Regions from separate parts of the Zea mays genome. Here region 2 is linked to region 1. A link is a contact called in public Hi-C data. All regions are on one chromosome and are shown on one strand. Each heading gives the region's core, a stretch centred on a gene start, on an enhancer-like site or on the middle of the called end of the contact. The rest is flanking DNA. Distances are from core to core; before and after follow the strand shown. Region 1 holds the start of LOC124188254. Region 2 holds the start of LOC114133148.

Region 1 (6,239 bases), core at 1,088-3,587:
ACCATAGGGACCATGACCACCACTAGGATCACCAAAGAAGTAGGTGCCCAAGTCTGGAGCGGAAGCAGGAGGAGGAGGAACTGAAGCAGAAGCAGCAGGAGTAGGAGGAACTGAAGCAGAAGCAGCAGGAGGAGTAACTGGTTCATCCTCAGAGATTTCTTGGTCGGACGCACTGAAGGGAACTCCATAAGTTTGTTGATGCCACTGATCAAGAGTGTCGGCCATAGGAGGTGGAGGATTATACGGACGAACTGGAAGCAACGGTTGACCAGCGACATGACGTCTAAAATTCTGATCCAACTCCATTGTTCTTCGTACAAGCTCAGCTGTGTGAATTGAGTTCTCTCGATATATGGCAAACATGGCATTGAACCCCTTCTTGAGTAAAGCTTTAAGACCTCCTTGCTTACCTCGGTCACCACGGCTCATGGGGCGAGAGGCAGCGGCAGCCCGAGAAGAAGAGGGATGAAGAGGTGGAGCTGGAGCAGGTTCTTCGGAGGATGAAGAAGAAGCTCCAGGCTCAGCTGAGGTGGGTGCCCTTTTTGATCTGCCGGCTGGGTTGTTTGGATCAATCCAATAAGGTGTGTACTTGACATGCTTGCTGTCCTTTTGAAAATAAGTTTGAGACACCACTTCAATCATTTTCATTATGAAAGGAGCATGCACACACCCTTTAGATGTGTTCCAAGAGGCATGGATAATTTCTTTCCAGATCATGTCAAACACATTAATTCTAAAATTCTTATTTGGCTTCATGAAGTAAAGGAGAACGTGACTTTCACCATGCACATTCACTTGATTTCCTCCCTTAGGAATGAGAGTGGCACGGAACATGGAGTTGAGATACCTGTAATAACCTTGCAGATTTGTAGTTTTCCACATGTCGTCAGTAGGCACCACATGCATGTCAATTACTTCGGCACGAGGTGGAAGAGAATAGTTGTGGATGCATCTACGATCAGGATGGATCTCAGAATCAGTGAACCCAAGAATATGAGCAAAGCGCCGGTAGCTCACCTTATACCACTGTCCTTCAATGTTGAAATTCATGTATGGATAGGCATAGGCACCCAAATCATCACTGCTCAGCTTCACCCATAGAGTTGAGTAAAATTGGGCTATCACTTCGTCGTTCCAATCATAAGAGAAAAGCATGATGTTCTTCATTCCTTTAGCCTCACATGCTCGCAGAGCTCTAGTCATTTCCTTATCTCTCATCTGCTCACATTCAGCCCAATTTATAGATCTTTGTTTGATGATAGGTTGGTGCTTCTTAGTCATGATTACTGAGTTGTAGAAGTCCACATGAAAGAGATTCCAAAATCTGTGACCGTCAATTCGATTATCTCTTGCCCACTTCATTGGATTTTCATACCTTATGTATTGAAGCAAACTGTTGCTGCCCGCACTGTAATCCATTTGAGGTTCATTTGGATTACGACGGGCTTTGGCCCTGTGTAGCACAAGATCCCTAATGAGAGGAGCATCATCCGGAGGAAGTGCTACAACATCATCTTTTTTACCATCATCATCACTAGCTGGTTCATCCGCATTTGGATCTGCCACACGGCGAGGGCATTGCCCTGCGAATTTTCGCCGAAGAGAGGGAAATCTCTCACCTCTTGTTGCGTGAACAGTTTGGGGCCGAGCGCTGCTCTCACTGTCACCTTGAGCCTGCCTGTTGACTGGACCGGTTTGAAAGAGGCGAGGACGTTTCTCATGAATTTCTTCTTCACTTTCGATTTGATTGTCCATTTCACCTTCGCTTCCCTCAATAATGGACGGATTTCTTCTGCGGACCATCTTCTAAGAGAAGGATAAACACAAAGGGGGTGAGCCTAGATTGATTGAGAAAAGAAACTAGTCAAGAATAGGATCGAGAGTGGGGCTAAACTGTGTGGGGGCGGTTCAGCCGCCGTTGCACAGTCAAAAGCCGCCACGAGAGATTTTTTTCTCTCTCTCTCTCTCAAACTATCCATCCAAAACTTCGAATTCTTTTGAGCACTTGTTCCATGTTGCAGTGTGAGCCTTGGCTCCAAAGGGATTCGACTTAAATGCCTTAAAAAGTAGATCGAGGATACAAAAGGTAAAATACCTTGAGAAGAGAAGTTCCCGTGCAAATGAAGATTTGAAACTTGAGAAAGGGGAGGGAGGGGCACGTGATGAGAGAGATCCAAATCCAACAACCCTTGCCCCTCAAACTGAACTCCGCGGGATCTAGAACGAGGAAGTGATTTCTTTGGAGCAGAGAGGAGAGGTGAGGAGATGCTGTCTTTTTTGAACCTGAGGAGGAGAGGAATAAGTGAGAGAAGAGAGAAGAATAGAGTGGGGTTTATCCCTCGGACAGCTGATGGACTGGGACCGGTTGAACCGTTTCTGAAGTCGGCTCAACCGGCAACAGGTCTACGAGAGAAGGCCCACCGACCCGTTCACTTTTGTTATCGCTGGTCCAAAGTCGAAACACTATAATATTTCTATTTATTACCTTTTATTAAAACCCGGTGGAGTTTGAGCTTCTCCCCGCGCTTCACGGGCAGTCCGCCACAGCTCGAACGACGTGTGGCTTGAGTACGGCGTCGTCAGACAGGAACCAGCTTCCGGACCCGAGTTTTTTATGCAATCGAGTTGTGAGTGGTTCCTCCCTACCTCTCCCGTCGCACCTCGCCCTCTCCCTTGCCCTGCCCCAGATCTCGGCCTTCAGTCCTCGCTGCCGCCGCGACTTGCTCGCCCCGTCTCCCTCCGGCCCCGCCTCATCGCGGCCGTGGTGGCCAAGGAACACGAGCTCATTGGAAAACACTCTTAAATAAAGCTTCCAATGAACAAGACAGGAGCTCGACTTCGCCTAGCTCCGAACAAGCGGTCGACGAGGCGGAGGTCTCGCGTCCTGCGTGCGTCGCGCCGTTGCCTGGCTCCGTCCTCGCCGTTCCTCTGTAGAAGCTGGCCGCTGACCCCCGCCCGCCTCCGCTTGGCCGTCTGGCCGCCCCCCGCGTGGTCACCTAGATGGCTGGCCGTGCCCCTAGATTTGGGTTCCTATCTTGTTAGGACTTCCATCTTCGTTCATTTTGCTGTGTGTCCGTCAGATAGATGACTAATGCATCCTCAAAGTTCTCCAAGGCGGAGCCTTGCATCTTTGTGTGTTTGATTTGGTTGAGCTGCAACCCGTGCTGCTGTCCTTTTCAGTATAAAAAAAAAGATTTAGATGTAGGTTGGCATTCGGATGAAAAATGGACCGTGAAAAAAAGGAGGTCCATTCACCTCGTGTTCTGTCATTTGAGCACGGATCCTTTAGTGTATCGGAAAGCGTGATATTTCTGATAATCTTCTGCTTTTCAGAGAAAAGCTTTGAGTAATTGAGATGTATATTCCTCTATTGAAAGAAAAAGAGGGGTTTTCAAGCAATATGAAAGCCTGATGCTTTCGTTCTTCGTTTTATTTAAGATCACTTTCCTCCCTTGTTCTTATGAAATGTGCAACTCTTTAATCAGGGATGGCAACCGATAGTGAAGCCTCGAAGGCAGCTGAGGTTGTGGTTGACTGGCATAAACAGGACAAAAAGAGGATGCTCCATGCAGTTTACCGTGTTGGGGATCTGGACCGCACAATCAAGTATGCTGTTGTATTGTAAATGACATTTGCAACACCTGCAGCTATGATTATGCTTTTTTATGTGACATAATATGATTCTGGTAGGTACTACACAGAATGCTTTGGGATGAAACTGCTGAGGAAAAGGGATGTTCCTGATGAGAAGTACACCAACGCCTTCCTTGGCTTTGGGCCAGAGAACACCAACTTTGCAGTTGAATTGACCAACTTTGCGGAGGTCTCGCGTCCTACGTGCGTCGCGCCGTTGCCTGGCTCCGTCCTCGCCGTTCCTCTGTAGAAGCTGGCCGCTGACCCTCGCCGTCGCGCCGTTTTTTATTAGATGAAGAATGAATCAACCCTTGTAGAAGCTAAAGATAGAAGATAACACTACTCTGTTTTTGAATGTCTGAAGTGTAATTTTGCAGCCTTGCAACTATAAAACAAACAATGTATGGCTTAATTATTGCAGTTGCACAGTGTGAAGATTTAAAATTGAAGTGCTATGAAGAGATGGATAAGAGGAAGAAACTTTATAATATTGTTCAAGAGACAAAAGGTATCCATTATCCTGTGTGCATCCAGTTCTTTGTGCTCACTCTTAACATTTACCTGAGAGAATGTATTTTGTATTCTCATTCTATTTGTCTTCTCAACTATTTCAGGAAATTATCAGGGTTTTTTTGTCGATGCCGACCCTTAAGCAAAAATGAGGTGTCATCAAGCCTGAATGCAAATGGTGGAACAACTAAAAAGACATTTAAGTTTGATAGAGTATTCACGCCGAAGGATGATCAAGGTATATTAGTGATAACTTGATGTTTGAATGAAGCTGTAGTTTATTTTACAATTGCAATCCACTGTGTTAGACACAATAGTCTACAAATTCAGTTATTTGAGTTTAACATTATAAAAATAAGATTGCTAGCTGGGTACTTGTACATGTTTGGCTAAAAAAACCTTATGATCATTATGCTGTCAGCTGTCACCGTGTCAGACACAATAGTCTACACATTCAATTATTTGAGTTTAACATTATAAGGAGAAGTTTGCTAGCTGATTATTTGTGCATGTTTTTCAAAAACAGCAAAAGTGCTAAACTATTATGTTCAAACAACTTACCTTATATGACTTCTGTTGTCTAATGTGAGGTGTGGGCGTCTCCGGCGGCCCGACTATACGAAGCGAGGGCGTATCGGGGCTAAGGACACGAAAGGCCAAGCGCACAGGGCGTACGGCAGTAAGCCCGCCTGCACCGCACCAGACCGTCACCCGCGACGTGCCCATGTCATGACGCCACGGTGGCGGCACGCTGACCCATCGACGTCACCCTCTTCCTCGCTTCCGCTCGACAGCCTCCAGTTTCCTGGTCAGTCTTCGTGCCGCCTCTCTGCCACACACCGTCTCTCAGGTATGTACTGTATTGAGTAAATACATTTGTACTATAATAGGTTACTCAGACCTTATAATTTTAGAGAAGGAAGCTGGTGATGAGCTGATCAAATTTCTCTAGAGAAGCATTAAAACAAATGGTTCCAGTGACAGTGGGGAGCTTGAAGTATTTCATATGTCTGCTCTTAAATTGGGAATTACATCTTTTAGGGCAGCACTCACTGATAGAAGAGCCCTTAAGAAGATAATTCAGAACGACCATTTTAAGATAAAAGATGTCGGTGAAATTGTACCACTTGTTAGAAACTGGGGTTTAAGATAAAATTGCAGCTAGATATGATTGTAGTGAGTGCTTTGAGGAAATCATGGAGGGCTAATTACAGTTACTTACAGGTACATCCTACCTGGAGCTTTAAAAATTGTGTTTCATCGCCCATTGATCAATATTATCCATCGGGTTATCAACGTCATCCGAGCCTGTCCAATCAGGTTAACAGTGTGGCTAAGTCATATGAAAAAATATAGCTCAAAAGATAACCCCAGTTTCTTGCAATATTACCTTCCTGTGTATGTTCCAGGTATAATACCTGACTTTGGTAATACATAGTTATTCTGTTTTAACTGAAATAGTTTGTCGATTTTTGCGTGGGAACAACAAATACATGATGGTACCCCTTCCATCCAAAAAATGCAAGGCCTCTATTTGACAAACAGTCGAACTCTTAGTAGAGGCGGTCCAGAGGTCGTTAGTGGATAGTCAAGAAGAGATTCACAGTTGATGTCGAACAAATAAAGGAATCCAATAAACTTACTGCAACATTGAGAAGGGAAAATCCTACATCAGCTACATGTATAATCGAATTATTTGTATAAACAAGATAGGTACAGGCAGAGCAATTCGGTAGAGAGAAGGGAGGGTGCATGCTTGCAGCCTCATTAGATTACTCAGTTACTATTTTAGGCTGTCTTATTGCGCCTTCATAGTTGGAAGTAGTATAGATTTTAATCTTCTCTGTATGAGCTTAATATACTTTTATTTAGCTTCTTGCAAGCTTGAATTTCCTGGTGCTCAAATGCCACCTGCCACTTTTGTAGTCTCTGCTCGGAACTGTGTTTTCTTACTCTAATTATACATATACGTTCATATAGAGATGGAATCACCACCCCTCACAGTTGAAGCGACCGCTTTTACCGAGAAAAATGATGGACATGACTTTGGGTATGCTATTTGTCCATATATCTTTTTGTTTTGTGATGATAATTGA
Region 2 (5,708 bases), core at 772-3,271, 150 kb after region 1:
CCTGCCGGGTGTTTAGCCGAGCTGGCCCTCCTGCAGTCCTGCTTCACCGAGGAGCCTCGAACAGATAATTTGGCCAAGGCAGAGCCTGCTTAATCAATGGCCTAATTCAAATATTATGTTGCAAGGAAAATGGCCATTTAAGACATAAGTATAAAACGATATTTTTGGCATATGACATTGCACTTGGGTAGATGGCATATCTCTAATTAGTTTATAAATAAATAAATGGACATGGTTAATAAGTATAAAACGATATGGCATCGCACTTGGGTAGATGAAATAATAATAATAATAATAATAATAATAATAATAATAATAATAATAATAATAATAATAATAATAATAATAATAATAATAATAATAATAATAATAATAATAATAATAATAATAATAATAATAATAATAATAATATTCAGAGAACATTCAAGACCATGAATGGACGTATCAACATCAGATACTACTTCAGATAATAATATTCGGGGAATTCCAAGGATCGTGTCTATTGCATTACATTAATTTGGTGTTTTGGTTACACACTCTTAAATCAAATTATTTGCATAATGTCAAGTACAAGTGTCAGGCGAATTCCTTCATGTTCAGTAGCGTAGAGGAGGGGCAGGGACACGCTCGGATCGCCTGGCTTCTGTCGGTGGGCTGCTTTGGATGGGCCTGCAGTACATTGGTGAGGGAAGCAGCTTAATGGGCTGAAATTGGGTGTAGGAGGGTCAAGAAGGAACCACCGTGTCTGTGCCCGTGAAGCCGCGACACGCCGACACCACTAGACCAGCCAGAAGCAGACGCACCCTCAACACCGAACGCATTCGTTGCCAAAGTTCGATCGGGTTGCTGGGAGGAAGGGCCTAAACAGTAGACACGCCCTAGCACTAGCAGAAACGACGCCAAATTAAGATCATTTTTTTTTTCATCTTCAAGTTTTAATGCTGTCTTCGTTGACATTGGTTTCAGAGCGAGTACGAGAAAGCTTTATTGTCAGCGAGGAACAGTGTAGGAAGTTTTCAAGTGATCAGGTTACTTACACTTCATACTCAACTCATGGCACATTCTCACCGTCACTAGTGATGGATCTATATACTCGCATTCATGCCAAAGAACCTCACCTAATAATCTCAATTATTTGTAAAATCTGGACACCATGCATATCATGTCGCGACGAGGGAACGCACACGAACAGCAAATTGTGTGATCGATAGAGATCAAAACGTAGCACGCTCTGCACAGTGCTCTCAGTGTTATTAGATAAGCTAGTATCGGTGGCCGCGGGGCGTGAAGACGACGAGGTCAAGCTGGAAGACGGCGGCCTCCGGCGGGGCGCTGGCGACCTGGAGCAGCGAGAACCCGCGCGCCATCCTGAAGCCGCCGGTGCCGCCCACGACGGCGCGCTCGAGGGCGCCGTCGGCGGGGAAGCTGTACCGGCCCTGCAGGGACAGCGTGCTGCCGCGGTGCTCGCCGGCGGCGAACACGAGCGTGATGGCCGAGAAGTAGCCGCCGCCGCCGCCGCTGTCGTCCGCGAGGTCCGCGCCGGCGAACAGGCCCTGGTACCGCCCCACCTCCTGGGAGGACGCGCGGGGCCCGGCGCGCAGCACGTCGTCGACCACGCCCACCTCGCCGAACGTCGAGTTGCCGCCGCGCAGGGACGGCGCCACGGACCCCACCGTCGCGTTGCGGCCGGTGAACCGCTCGTGCACGTACACCCGGATGCGCGTGCGCTTCTCTCCTCCGCCGCCGCCGCCGGAGCCGGACGCGGCGAGGCCGGTGGGAGCCAGCAGCAGGGCCAGGAGCACCAGCGGTAGCGCCGGCGAGGAGGCCATACCTGACGCCGGCACGGTGAGGCGGCGGGAGAGCGTCGGGTGGTGCCTGGTGATGGAGATTGGCGAATGCCTCGACGCTTGGTTGTAATGGCCAATGGGCATGCGCCGCGCCTTGCGTGTTTATATAGCAGCCGTGGTTTGGCATCTTGGCCTACGCGCTCGTCGGAGCGGCCACGCCCATGAACCGGTCGACGAGGGACAAGCGGACAGGACGTGGAGCATCGCGTGCGTTCAAAACTGCTAGCTAGCATCTGCAGCTTAGGCCCTGTTCCAATCCCGCGAGATAAACTTTAGCAGCTTTTTTTTTAGCTACTTTTAGCCATTTGTAATCTAAACAGGGGAGCTAATGGTGATAATTAAAGCTAAACTTTAGCACTTCATTTCATATAGCTAAAGTTTAGCAGGAAGCTAAAGTTTATCCCGTGAGATTGAAACGGGGCCTTAGTCTACACTGATACTTGTAACCAAGTGCAAATAATAAATAAAAGCAGCCAAGAATTGTTCCGAGCAATCTTGATCGATCCGCCCAGATCGACGCTGCTTCTTCACTGGGCTTGGCGTCTATTGTATCGTACTAGTAGTTTGCGGCGGCAGTGGCTTGCCTGCTAGCGGAGCGGGTCAGCGGAACAGATTACAGAACAGAGCAGAGAAATGTCATGCTGGCTGATGCTAATCTCTAGAAGATAAACAATCATCCACAAAACCAATCGACCGCAAGTAGCATGTGAGAACGAGAACGGCGCCTGGTTGTCCTAGGTCGGCCAGGAAGACTAGTAGAGTGTCATTCTAGTTGTCAAATTAAGGACAGCAGGAACGTTAAAAGAGATTACGATAAAAGAAAGCATTAGATATATAAAAAAGAAAGGATCAATTGTGTGCGTTGGATCTCTCAACCGATCATGATCTTCTAATTATATATAAAATTATTCATTTAGAAACAAGTCTAAATCGTAATTTCTACAATAATCTAACACTAAATACTCTGCTAATATTTAATGTGTGGACTGGTGTCAGTAGTGAAACCATCCAATGATCTAAAGCATGGATCGGTTGCATGCGGATAGAAAAGGATTGAGGGGGATTAACTCTCTTTCTATTTAATTTGACTATCAATCGATTTAATCCTCTCTAATCATCTTCAATCCACCCTTAAGAAGCCCTAAATCGGCTAGCAAACAAGGGCTGAGCAGCTCGGGGCCGCTCCACCCTCCCAAACAGGATATGGGTTGCCGTCTGGTATGCATCACCGTAGAAGCGGAGATTGGTTTCCATTCTAGTTGTCACCACATTCCCTTCCAGTGAAACACCAACGAAGGCACCTGTTTACAAGTTTTCATGACATCAAGTGGTGAGGATATCTTGTACCAAGCGCAAGCTACAAAGATCTTGTGATATCTCAATGTGAGTAGTATGAATTGGCAATTCAGACTGTTTGGTGAGTAAAATGCACATATCTTCTTTAATTATTGCCAGACGATAAATAGGAACCTAAGTGACACTATTAAAAGAACACTGCCGTGACCTTTTACGATCAAATTAGCACTTACTTATTTCTATCCTAAAAGAACCTAGGAGCGATGTTAAGAGCCAATGTTCAAATTTCTACCTTTGCTGCAGCTGTAAGTGTAGCATATCCCAGATCCCTTTTCACTGGTCCTGCCAATGGGCCCTGCTGCAGCACTCAATCCTGCCCCAAGTTGGGAGGACTATGGATGAGATGTGGATTCCGCTCGTAAGAGAGACTTACAACAGGTTTATCAAAAATCAAATGTTTAATTAAACACATTTTTAACTTTCTCTCATAGCTTAGACTTCAAAACAATTTTTAAAAGTCCATAATGCACACCAACATTTTCATAAAGGCTATCTCTAGCAGACTTCCTATCCCACCTACCACCACACCACCTATTTCAAACTTCATTTTTTTAAACAGAGTAATATACAGTGCAATGACCATATAAACGATCTACCGAGCACAACCTATCCTATAGCTCAGCCAAACATGTTCCTAGAGCATGTACAACTTAATTACTATGTTATAGTTCTCCAAGCACTAGATACATCTAAGAAACTCTTCATACAACCTAATGTATCTAAATTTTTTTATCTTATTCACTAGAATCACTTAAAAGATAACTCATTTATTTGAATTGTATAAGTAGAAGTGTAGAACCGTACCTTAGACTTAGAAAACTGTGACATAGACATTCCTTAACCAAGATATGTTTCTTTTTTTTTCATTTAAAACCTCATATATCATTCTTTTTTTCATTTACACCCTCATATATCCCTTAAGATACAGTGTGGATTGTACATGCCCTTAGCATCGGTTCTCATTTGTGGAGAATAGAGGCAAAAGAGAGAGAAAAACCTGAAACAAGCAAGTGCTGTGTTGCACTTCCAAGGAACCGAGGGAGTCATGTGAAAAAAAACTAGAATATACAACATTTTATTTAGCATGATAACAGAAATACTTCCTCGATTTCAAATTATAAGTTATTTTAGAGTTGTGGTGGAGCTATATTTTCAGCAGCCAGAGTTTTTACTCGTGTTCTGGTAAATGAACTGCGGATGAACGTTCTTGAATCCATCTTGGCAATACCTCAATCAAAATAAAACAAACGGACGAAGGAATCCTATAAACAAAATTCTTAACTTGAGAGCTAGCAAATATCGCAGTGCCGAAACTGCTTCCACCATATCAAAGTGTGGTGCAGAACTGCACATCATTTATCCATCTCCCAGATAATAGCACTATCCTCTGCATGAAAGAAGCACAGCTATTCAGAATCAGAGTCTGTGCAAAATACACAAGCAATGCAAGGTTTCCAGGCACCATGGTGCTGTAAATCCTCAAGAAAATAGAGTGAGTGATTTGATGATTTCCCCTGCCATGTACCTTTGATCTTTTTGTTTATCCACACCTCGATCAGCATTCCTGCACCAACTCCAGCAGCACACACGGCACCATAGATTGCCAGTGCAGAAGGCAAAGATCGCCGAGGCAGAAAATAGCACTCAGGGACTTGTCTGATCTTCTTCGGAAGGCGTTTCTTGACAACTGGCTGGCTAGATTCAGTAGTCACAGCACCGCCCACGGTCTTCCAGTCCACGTTCTTCAGCATATCTTTCGAGTCCTCACTAGCCATTTGGAAGCTGTGCATGCACAAAGGTTATGACAGACAGCAAGGACACACCATCTCTCTCAAAATTAGCTCCATACTCCATTCGTTCCAAAAATATTAGTCGTTTTAGCATTTTAATAGATTCATATAATACTTAATGTATGTGTTTTATATATATGTCTAGGTTTATTGTCATCCATTTGAATATTGACATAAAATTCAAGATCTAAAGCGACTAATATTTTGGGACGGAGGGAGTACAATCTAATAAGATCCTAATAGACAACTAAACTTGAACAGTTTGGTTCCTAGCCAAACCACAAAAGATGTGGCTAGAAAATTTATAGCCACAATTTACCATGTCTAAGCGAATATCCCCATACATTTTTACTCTTTGGTACTTGATACATGGAGTCCCGAAGAATCTTGCCTAAGTTAAGACCAAATGATGCAAGGGCAAAAGCACTAACCTGGACTGGACCGCTGGGCGCTGGCCGTAGAACTGTAGAAGTAGTGTGCTGTGTGCCTAGGCGGCCTGGCGGACGGCAGCAAGCCAGCAGGCAGCAACTGCCTGGGCCCTGGGCGGACGGCCGGACGCGGACCGCGGAGGCGCGGAGGCGCGGACAGCGCTCGAGGGAGAGGCGGGGCGGGGCAGGGCGGCGCGCTCAGGTCGGAGATGAGGGGCGGAGTGGCGGACCGGCGGATCCAGAGTCCAGACGGGCCTTGGTCGCCCTGTGTTTCCTCGCTGCTTCCG

Evidence for each region. Hi-C and Micro-C count contacts between places; a contact is called where the count stands out from the background.
Region 2: a contact with region 1 is called in a Hi-C map of ear, with 2.4 times the contacts expected there. The contact joins the promoter of LOC114133148 here to the promoter of LOC124188254 in region 1. A contact is called at or near these places in 5 of 25 Hi-C or Micro-C datasets (ear, leaf, root tip and 1 more).

Annotation. Positions count from the first base shown.
Region 1 is chr2:218,442,746-218,448,984 of Zm-B73-REFERENCE-NAM-5.0, reverse strand. LOC124188254 reads right to left here and starts at 2,337. Exons shown (of 2, transcript NM_001401381.1): 1 at 2,096-2,337; 2 at 1-1,806. The coding sequence starts at 1,803. It also overlaps the pseudogene LOC100382199 and the pseudogene LOC124188255.
Region 2 is chr2:218,292,804-218,298,511 of Zm-B73-REFERENCE-NAM-5.0, reverse strand. It overlaps LOC114133148, which reads right to left and starts at 2,021. Exons shown (of 1, transcript NM_001368359.1): 1 at 950-2,021. The coding sequence starts at 1,931. The coding sequence ends at 1,263. It overlaps LOC100272671, which reads right to left. Exons shown (of 3, transcript NM_001366505.1): 1 at 5,425-5,708; 2 at 4,729-4,985; 3 at 4,282-4,590. The coding sequence starts at 4,978. The coding sequence ends at 4,556. It also overlaps the pseudogene LOC111591015.